Linked DNA regions of Pan troglodytes: region 1 is linked to region 2. A link is a contact called in public Hi-C data. All regions are on one chromosome and are shown on one strand. The core of a region is the stretch at or near the end of the contact, and the rest is flanking DNA. Distances in the headings are between cores, read along the strand shown. Region 1 holds the start of QKI (QKI, KH domain containing RNA binding). Region 2 overlaps PACRG (parkin coregulated).

Region 1 (4,580 bases), core at 1,993-4,492, 230 kb after region 2:
TACATAGGGTGTTAAGGGACACCTTCTAAAGATAAATAGGAGCAGGGGTCGCCGATGTATGGGGAAAAGCTTTCCGAGGAGAGCAAACACCAAGGGCAGAGTCCTGGGGAGGGTAAGCATGCTTGGAATGTTTAAGGATCCAGACGGATTCCACGGGGGTGCAGCCAAGTGGGCTGTGGGAGGAGAGGAAGGACATAAGGTCAGTGATGCACCAGGGGCACACCTGTCGTCTTGCAGGCCTTGGTAAGCTCTTCGGATTTTTTCTTTCCTTTTTTTTTTTTTTTTTGAGATAAGAAACCATTGAGGGACTGTCAGGAAATGAGGTGATCTACATAGATTTGAAAAGGTAACCTGCCAGGCACGTGGCTCACGCCTGTAATCCCAGCACTTTGGGAGGCTGAGGGGGGCGGATCACCTGAGGTCGGGAGTTCGAGACCAGCCTGACCAACATGGAGAAACCCCCGTCTCTACTAAAAATACAAAATTAGCTAGGCGTAGTGGCGCATGCCTGTAATCCCAGCTGCTCGGGAGGCTGGGGCAGGAGAATCACTTGAACCAGGGAGGCAGAAGTTGCAGTGAGCCGAGATCGCGCCATTGCACTTCAGCCTGGGTGACAAGAGGGAAATTGTTTCAAAAAAAAAAAAAAAATTAACACACAGTAGCTATTATCAAATGCTGTAACCGTAAGTGATTTAATACATAGGAAATGAAAATTGCCTATCATTGTTCTTTAATCTGGTTTAAGTGGTTGAGCCTTATGACACTGCCATTTCTATGGGTCAAAAATGGTGGAATATTGTCATAAAATTCAACCTGATTTAAAGGATAGGGCAAGAAAAAAAAGCAAAAAAAAAAAAAAGCTTTAGAATAAAATATAATTGGATTATAATTCCAGACACAGGACTCACTAGCTATATTCTTGGGCATGTTACTTAACTTCATCTTTCTTGGGTTTCCCCTTATTTGTAAAATGGGGATAACAGTCTAACCTAAGCCCAAGTTGTACTGATGATTAAACGAGATATGCATGTAGGGCATTCAGCATAGTGCCTAGGAGCTTAATAAATAAGCAGGCCATTAAGAAGGGGATTGCATCTTTTACACTAGCAGCATCAAAACCTTGATTTTGATTTTTCTAGGTACTGAAACAGCCTTTATTACTTAGAGACCATAGCTTTTTTGCAAGTTACTATTCCCTGCATTTAGAAAGTTCATCTTTAAACAGGCAATTCAGTAAGTAAATATTCTATGGCTCTAAAACAGATACGGCTGTTGGAGACTTTAAAACATCTGACAGTTACATTTTTAATGTTGTCTACCAAGGCTATTACATTTCCTCTGTCAAAGTAACTTAATTTTAAAAACGAACTCTGTGCTTGTTAAACGAAAAGGCCAGAAGCTACTGGCTACTCAGCGTTCATTTGAAATTCTTATAGTGCCTTCAGTACAATTCAAACTTAGAGGTGATTCTCAGAATTCGTGTGAAGCAACATTTTACAAAAAAAATCACCTACATTCACTGTTAAGTCAGAAGACAGAATGATTAACAAAATCTCAGCCGCGAATTACTCTCACGATGGCCAACTGGATATTAAATAACTTTGCATTATTTTAATGGAATGTTATAAAGGATTTGCAACAAAATGCAGACGTAGATTTAGGGACTGCCGACTTCTATAGATCAAGGACTTCATTGGTGCAGCTGAGGAAATTCTTCCAAACAAGTCTAAATGTTGGAAATCCACCAAACTGCAGAGAAAGACCTCTTGCCTCCGTATTCTTTCTTCATCTGTAAAAATGTTGACTTCTGCTTTTCAGACTACGCGCACAGGCTCTTTATTTCCTACTGCGGCTTCATTCCCTCACGGAACACTGACGCCATCGCGAAGGAAGCATTTCGAGCACGACTGACGCTCCCCTTATTATTTGCTAAGCCGCTGCGCTCGGGTCTGGCTACGATTTGCTTTCGGAATAACGGGAAGGTGCAACAAGATCGCTTCCCTAGAGGCGCGTCGCCCGCGTGGCCCGGACCCCCCACGCCCGCCCGCCGCCCCGTGGGTGCGCACGCGTGTCCGCGCAGGCTTCCCGCCTGGCGAGTGCAAGGCTCCTCTCCGCCGTGCTGCTTTCCAGCCTCTCAGATCACGAACACCGAAAGAAGCCACGGCGGCGACGGGAGGGGCGTCGCGCGTGCTTCCCTCGGCGACAAAGCGGGAGCCGGGCGCGCCGGCCGAGGGCGCCCGGCGCAGAGTCCCGCAGAGGCGGACGCCGCGGCACGCGCCTCGAAAAGCCTCAAACTCTTATCCTCGGCTCTCCCGCACCACCTCCGCCCCGCAGCCAAGACCCGCGCCGTGGCGGGCCCGACGGCCAACGAAAGCCCACCAGCCCTCCGCACCGTGGGCGACGGGCCAAGACCCGGCCCTAAACGGCCAGACCCAGCCCCTAGTCGGCTGCCGCCCCCGCCCCCGCCCCACGCAGGCGCGCTCCGGGGCCCTCCCCTCCCCCACCGCGCGCACGCGGAGCCCGACGGGGGCGGAGCGACCCTCGGAAGGGGCGTGGCGACCGGGCTCGACGCGCGCACGCGCTCTGGAGCCCCACGGCTACGTGTCGGGCCACGTGATGCCCACCCCGAAAGTCCCCCGTGAAGCAACAGGACGTTAAAAAAAAATTTCTCTTCTGCGGGGTGGATAAGAGGTTCTGAAAAAACTATAGTAACGGGAGGCGAGGCGGAGGCAGCGCTGGCGCGTCCCGCTGGAATTCCTCTCGCCTGCCGCGCCAGCCCCGACCGCGCCCGCAGCCCCACCCGCCCCGTGCCGTGGAAAGCCCCGCGCCCCCCCCCGCGGCCGTCGGCCCCGCAGCCCACACCCACCCGCCCCGGGCGCCCCGCACGGCGGCGACCCAGTCCCTGCGCCCAGGCCCGCCGAGCGCCGCAGTCCGTCACGCTCCCGTTGCCCCCGTCGCCCGCCCCGCCGGGGAGGCAGGGAGGAGGGGGCGCGGCGCCGGCGGCTGCCCAGGTCGGGGGGCGGCGGGCAGCGGGAGCGCGCCGGCCGGGACCCGCTAACGGCCGCCGGCCCCGCCCGCCGCCCGCCCCCGGCCCTCCCCGCGCCGCTGCCCCTCCCCCCGCCGCCGCCGCTGCTGCCGCCGCCGCTGGCAGCGCCGCCTGAACTGAGGCGAACTCCGCCGCCAAGTGAGTGAGGAGGAGGAGGAGGAGGAGGAGGAGAAGGAGGAGGAGGAAGAGGAGGAGCGCAGTCGGAGCGCGGCGGCAGCGGCAGAGGCGCCGCGGCGGGGACCAGCCCAGAGAGACCCCCCGAGCCCGCGGCACAGGCGGCGGCGGCGCTGAGCGGGCTCGACCAGCCGAGCGAGCGGCGGCCCCGGCTCCTCCTCGTCCGGCGCCAGCAGCCCGCGCCCCGCGCCCGCACTCGGCCAGCCGAGACCCGCCTCCCGCCAGCCCGCCGGCCTCGTGAGGGACGCGCCGAGCCGGGCGGCCGAGAGCGGCGGCGGCTGGGAGCGCGTCGGGCCCGGGCGGAAAGTGCCTGCGGGGGGCGGGCGAGCGCGCGGTGCCGGCCGCCCCGGGGCTCGGCGCGGGAGCCAGAGCGGGAGCCGGCGCGGATTGGGACGCCGGGTCCCGAGCGGCCCGCGGCCGGGGCTCGCCCCCGCCCCTCCCTCCTCTCCGGCGGCGGCGGCGGCGGCGGCGGCGGGCGGAGTGAGCTGCGGAGCCTGGAATATGGTCGGGGAAATGGAAACGAAGGAGAAGCCGAAGCCCACCCCAGATTACCTGATGCAGCTGATGAACGACAAGAAGCTCATGAGCAGCCTGCCCAACTTCTGCGGGATCTTCAACCACCTCGAGCGGCTGCTGGACGAAGGTGAGCGTCTCCAGGGCCCCGGCCCCGGCCCGACCCCCGCCGGGGCGGCCCCTTTCCCCGCTTGGGATGGTGGGGAGGGCGGGAAGGTCACGGCCGGGCGGGACCGAGCGCCGGGGGGACTGGGAGGCCCGGAGGGCGCACAAAGGAGGTGCCGGGCCGGGCTTGCGGCGGGCGGGCGGGCCGGGGTGGACCCGCCGGTGCCGGACGCCCCCTGCCCGGCCGGGACCCCGCGCCGCTGGCGTCCAAGTTTGCGCGCTGCGGAGGGCTGCGGGGTGAGCCCTGCGGCCCCTCTAGCTTTGGCGGTCACATTTCCGAGAGGTCGGCGGGGGCTGCGCGGACTCGGTGGTCCTCGCCGAGCCCTCCCGAGAGCAGGCCCACGCCGCGCCGCCGGCCTGGAGGACGCGTGTCCCCGGCGCGGGCCCCGCTCCTCCGCTCGGCCTCCCGAGCCTGCTTTGCGCGGACCCCCACCGCCCCGCGTTCGGGATCTCTCCCCTCCCGTGAGGACTAAAGCGGGGTTTCGTGGTTGGGGAGTTGGTGCAGCTGTTAAACACTAAGTGGAAGTCAGTGTGGGGCTCGTTAGTTTAAAGAAATTCCGTAGGAGACCGAAATTATGCTGGCGTAGCCGACAAGGAGGACTAAGTGACGGCGAAAAGCACTTTTTTCCCTTTTGTTTGGGGAAGCGAGAACTGTTAGGGAGTTGAACTTCACTTTTCGGGG
Region 2 (4,877 bases), core at 1,571-4,070:
GCTTCCTTCTGGACTTTTTCTGACAGGAGAGGAATTAAACACCTGTCTTACCTAAGCCAGTATTATGTTGAATTTTCTGTTACATGCGGCCAAACTTAATCTTTACATTAATGCTACAACATTAATGAAACTGCTAGGAGAAGCTGCCTTGCCAGGCTCCCCGGTGGCTGCCATCACATCCAGCACCCGGTTTCTCAAACTTCCCCACACCCACCACAGAAAAGCAAGAACTAGGTACAGTATCTGGCATGCTGTAGGTGCTGATGGTCATGGAATTCAGTCTCTCTGGTGTATTTTAAGTTGCCATTCAAAAATAAAGCACTCAGGTAATATAAGTGAATTTTGATTAAATTACAAGTAACAATTCCTATTCGGGTTGATAGAGCTCTTTCTTTAAAAAGGCTGAATTTTATCTCCTTTTATAGAATTAAAGTTTTTACTTTTCATTTGTGATGAGCTGAATTTTCAGGCTGATGAAATAAGTCGCTGATATTTGCCACACAGGACTTAATCAAAAAGAAGCTTAGGTTTCAGTGGTGGGTTTCCTTTTTGGGCATGGACCGTGGTTTTATAGTGGAAAGCTTTGTAGCTTGGCTCACACTGATGTCCTGCTGCTCCTCACATGTGCGTCTTATCTTGGAGGCTGGGCTCCTCCGTAGGTTCTCCTGCCGACAAGCGAGACAGAAAGGAGGCGGCAGCTGGGGGAACTCAGCCTTCCTTCCCACCACACCTGCACCTTGCTGAGCCACTGCTCCCAAGACGAGGCACAGAATTCCCAGAGCAGCCTGGCTTCAACCTACTCATGTGGTGTTCTTTAAATAAAAAAAAAAAAAAACTTCTGGCAAATCGTGGTGGCTCACGCTTGTAATCCCAACACTTTGGGAGGCTGATGAAGGTGGATTGCTTCAGCCTGGGAAGGAGTTCCAGGCCAGCCTGGGCAACATGGTGAAACCCTGTCTCTATAAAAGAAGTTCAAAAGTAATCCAGGTGTGTTGGCATATGCCTATAGTCCCTGCTACTCGGGAGGCCGAGATGGGAGAATCATCTGAGCCTGGCAGTTTGATGCTGCAGTGAGCCAAATTGTGCCACTGCACTCCAGCTGGAGCAAGAGAGCAAGATCTGTCTCAAAAAAAAAAAAAAAGAAGAAGAATTTTCTTATATCACTAGTTTTCTTGCATGGCGTATGAGTTCCCGTCCACTCTGTAAGCCTTTATAAGTGTTAAGGTGGGATCCAAGTATAAGCTCTGAGTTACTGTCTCATTCTCCCCCGTTCACTTACAGATGACATTCTCGCAGACCAGACCAGCAAGTCTCCTTGCCCAAGGCCATACAGGCAGGAACCGCCAGGCAGCCCGTCCAGTGTCCCAGCCGAGCCCTCCTGGGAGGTTCCTGTGTGCTGGACACATGCCTGGCTGGCTATTACCTGTGTAGTTTATCCAGTGGTTACACTGACTGGAAGTGGTCTTTCTGGAGACGACATTGACTTTGAAATTACTTGCATTATCCAGTGATCAGCTCTGGTCATTGTGATCCTTTCCAAGCCATACATAATTTTGGGTTTTGCTGTGGCTGCTGACCAGCATCTCTGTTTAAGAGACTGAGCTTTGTGCTAGAGATTCTAGTTTTGATGCGTTTCCTAGGCACGCCCACTTCTCCAGTAGAAAGCTAGGAGTGAGTCCCTCACCTAGCTGATCCTTGTGAAGATAAACAGTTCTCTCCATTTGTGTTTAGTGACAAGTATGTTCGTTAAAATATCACGAAGCCTTCACAAGATGTTCTACTAACTAGTTCGAGACACAGCTTGTATACTGTGCACTGAATGAGTTTGCATAGGTTGTTACATAGATTATCATACACCTATAATAAATAGAGTGTGGAAAACACTGCTAAAAAGTTTCAATGAGGACCAGGTGCAGTGGCTCACACTTGTCATCCCAGCACTTCGGGAGGCTGAGGCAGGAGGATCGCTTGAGCCCAGGAATTCAAGGCTGCAGTGAGCTATGATTACACCACTGTACTCTAGCCTGGGCAACAGTGATACTCTGTCTCAAAAAAAATAAAAATAAAAATTCATTGAGTTTAAGAGGGGTTTTTTGTATGGTTACAAAAAAAAGCAGTTTAATTCCTTTACTCTTATGAGCCATTTATTTGGTTCTTCAAACATGTAGAGGCCAAAAAGGCACTGTTTCTTTAGGTTAAAAAAATGGGCAAAAAATCTGATTTTACATTTCTTTTCTCAAAAATTATTCACTAATTATTAACAGCAAATGCTGCGTCTCCTGGAGTCACCAGGCGCCGAGCGTTGTGTGTGTTTCACCCGCGTGGCATTTTCATTCTCATTTCATGTATTTGAAAGCTGGGGCTCCGTACAGTTATGACATTGACCCAGAGTCACTCAGATTGCAAATGACAGAGCCAGGGTGTGAACCCAGATAGGTCAGCCTCAGCCTGAGTGTCTCTAACTCTTCAGGTTAACAGCCTTCTCCGGATACCAAAGCAGCACTAAACCATCTATTCAGCTGTGCGGGCACCTGTGTGGGATAGAAGGGGCTGAGGGATCCTGCTGCCACATTGATAACTATCGCTGGAACCAGGGTCTGAAACCGAGTCAGACTGACCCTGAAACCTATTTGCCTGACCATTTTACTCCCACACCTCGGGCTATCTTGTAAAGGAAGGGTTAAAGAATACATGATGCAACCTCCTGAAACAGGCAGCCTAGGAACTTTGACCCACACACTCAGCCCCGATCTCTGTGGCCACCTCTGTGATCCAGACGGCCGCTTGGGGACAGCAGAGGCTCAGGGGCAGTGAAAAGCAGTACCGGGGCTGGAGATGAAAGAGCCAATTCTCCATTCTTCTGTGAGTCCCCGGAGATGAACACTGTGAACTTGTTCCCAGTCTCTGTGTCTCGTGCCAGCAGCCCTCCCCTCCCCCTTCCAAGGACAAGTCCACCCCCGGAGGATTTGCCCCTGGAAATGGGTCCTCATGGACAGGGGAGAATCAGAGATTATTTGCTTGAGGTGGCAAAAAAAAAAAAATACAGACACATCTCCGGCCAACCCTTTTTATAGATGTATTTTTGTTTTTTACAAACCAAATAGCAGAGTTTGATTATTAGTACGGTAGTTTGGGGTTTTTTCTCATCATTAACAACTTAGTTACTATAAATGTGTTTTAACTCACGGGGAAAAAGTCCAGCATACCATAAAACCTGAGTCCCACCCAGCCAGCTCGGAATGGAAGGCTTCCAAGGCCCGGGAGGCGCTCTCTATCAAGTTGCTGATTCGGGAGATAGCAGTGAATCGGGGTTCCACCACGCCCCCAGAATACTATTCACAGCAGCTTTGTCATTGACCGTTCTCCCTTTTGGACGAGATCTGAAACTTCCAATCACTTCCGATCCTAATAGCGTTACCTCTCTTAGGTAGGGTGTAAGGATTCTTAGTCAAATTTCAACTCAAGTAGGTTACCTAGGAACATTCTTAGGGCTTAACCTACTTAGTTCTTCTTGCGGTTTCAGTTGAAAGTGATAGACTCTTCCAGGCTCTTTGTGTTCCACTGTCCGGTGGTGAAATCACTGCTATCTCTCCCTCCTTAGAGAGCCCACTGCTTCCCACCAATGAGTTCAGTAATTTTTCTTGCCCATTTCCGCAAATTTGTGTTCATAAAATCAGCTGATGGATGAAAGTTACTGAAGAAATTGCTAACAATTTCGAGGCTTTCCTTAAATTGATAGTTTGTTTTACTTTATTCTAGTTCTCAGTGGAAACAAAAGGCAAGAATGATCTTTGGAATATTCTGTTTACAAAATCAACCCAAACAAGATATAGATGAGACTCATTGTCTTCCTCCAGAATAACAATCGCCTTTAATTTCTGTGCTGCTGAAACAGTCACAAGAGTCATGATAGATCCAGAAAGAGACCCTTGGTGCTTCATGTGGTATCTTTCTTTAGTACGGGTCTCTTTTACATTCAGCAGGTTTCATTAGAAAAAAGAATTTCAAAGTATTTCATTAACAAAATTGAGAAAATGCGTATTTAAACATTGACATCCTTATGAAAGAGTAATTTGTTACATAAATGTGGCATTTTCACCTATGTTACCTCATTCAATCTTCAGAACTAATCTTAAGTTGCAATTTCACAATTTTATAGACAAGGAAATGGAAACTCATAGATGTTAATTCACTCGTTCCGGGCCACGGAGGTGTACTTTTTAGAGCATAGTCTTATTTAATGGTCTTGACTCTAAGTCCAAAATAGAGGCCTCCACTTTGCTGAGCACCAAAAGAGCGGGAGATGAGTCAGTGTGTGAGTCCCAAGAGGAAGAGAATCTGCGGGTCCTTAGCAGTTAAGGAAGCGTCATGAAACATTTCTTGAAGAATGGATAGGATTTAAATAGTTTAGAAGATGCCGTCTTGAAACTATGTGGGTGATCCAGGTTGCATGAGCAACAAATATTTGTTGGACAATTGAAGAGTGAATGAATGAGGACGGAGGGTGTCTGAGATCAGGAAAATGATCTGGGAAGGTATGAAGGCAAACATTCCCACGACGTGTTCAGGGAACAATGACTAGGAGCCACTGGCTCTAAGAGAGTGTCCATCTGGACAAGTAGAGAGAGATGGACTGCCATGGGTGCTCTGGGGGCTCGAAGGGCATGGAAGGGCATGGAAGGCCAGGCTAAAAAGTGTTGATTTTGCCTTACAGATTAGGTCAGGTCTTCATTGCTTTTGACTAAGGAACTTTATCCTGAAGACAAGATCATGGGAAATCATTGACAACTTGTAGGACATGATATGACCAAACTCAGTGTTTTAGAAAGATGAGCAGGGAGTGAAGCACAAAACAGATGAAGAGTGTGTGTTGACTC

Evidence for each region. A called contact is a pair of places that touch in the nucleus more often than the background predicts.
Region 1: a Hi-C map of stem cell-derived neural progenitor cells shows a contact between it and region 2, with 4 times the contacts expected there. The contact joins the promoter of QKI here to the enhancer-like site in region 2. A contact is called at or near these places in 2 of 7 Hi-C or Micro-C datasets (induced pluripotent stem cells and stem cell-derived neural progenitor cells), 1 of 1 datasets of contacts at active chromatin or transcription factors (stem cell-derived excitatory neurons) and 1 of 1 other capture datasets (stem cell-derived neural stem cells).

Annotation. Positions count from the first base shown.
Region 1 is chr5:175,497,682-175,502,261 of NHGRI_mPanTro3-v2.0_pri, forward strand. QKI (QKI, KH domain containing RNA binding) reads left to right here and starts at 3,243. Exons shown (of 8, transcript XM_016956760.4): 1 at 3,243-3,863. The coding sequence starts at 3,722.
Region 2 is chr5:175,265,476-175,270,352 of NHGRI_mPanTro3-v2.0_pri, forward strand. The region is part of intron 5 of PACRG (parkin coregulated); the gene reads left to right. LOC129144418 (a long non-coding RNA gene) reads right to left here. Exons shown (of 2, transcript XR_008548857.2): 2 at 3,855-4,877. Among named protein-coding and RNA genes, the nearest start is that of QKI, 230 kb to the right of the region's middle. Within about 2 kb of position 2,821, at least 6 of the 24 cell types and tissues checked have an H3K27ac peak or open chromatin away from gene starts, as enhancers often do. A contact at or near this core is called in stem cell-derived neural progenitor cells, where this site is marked.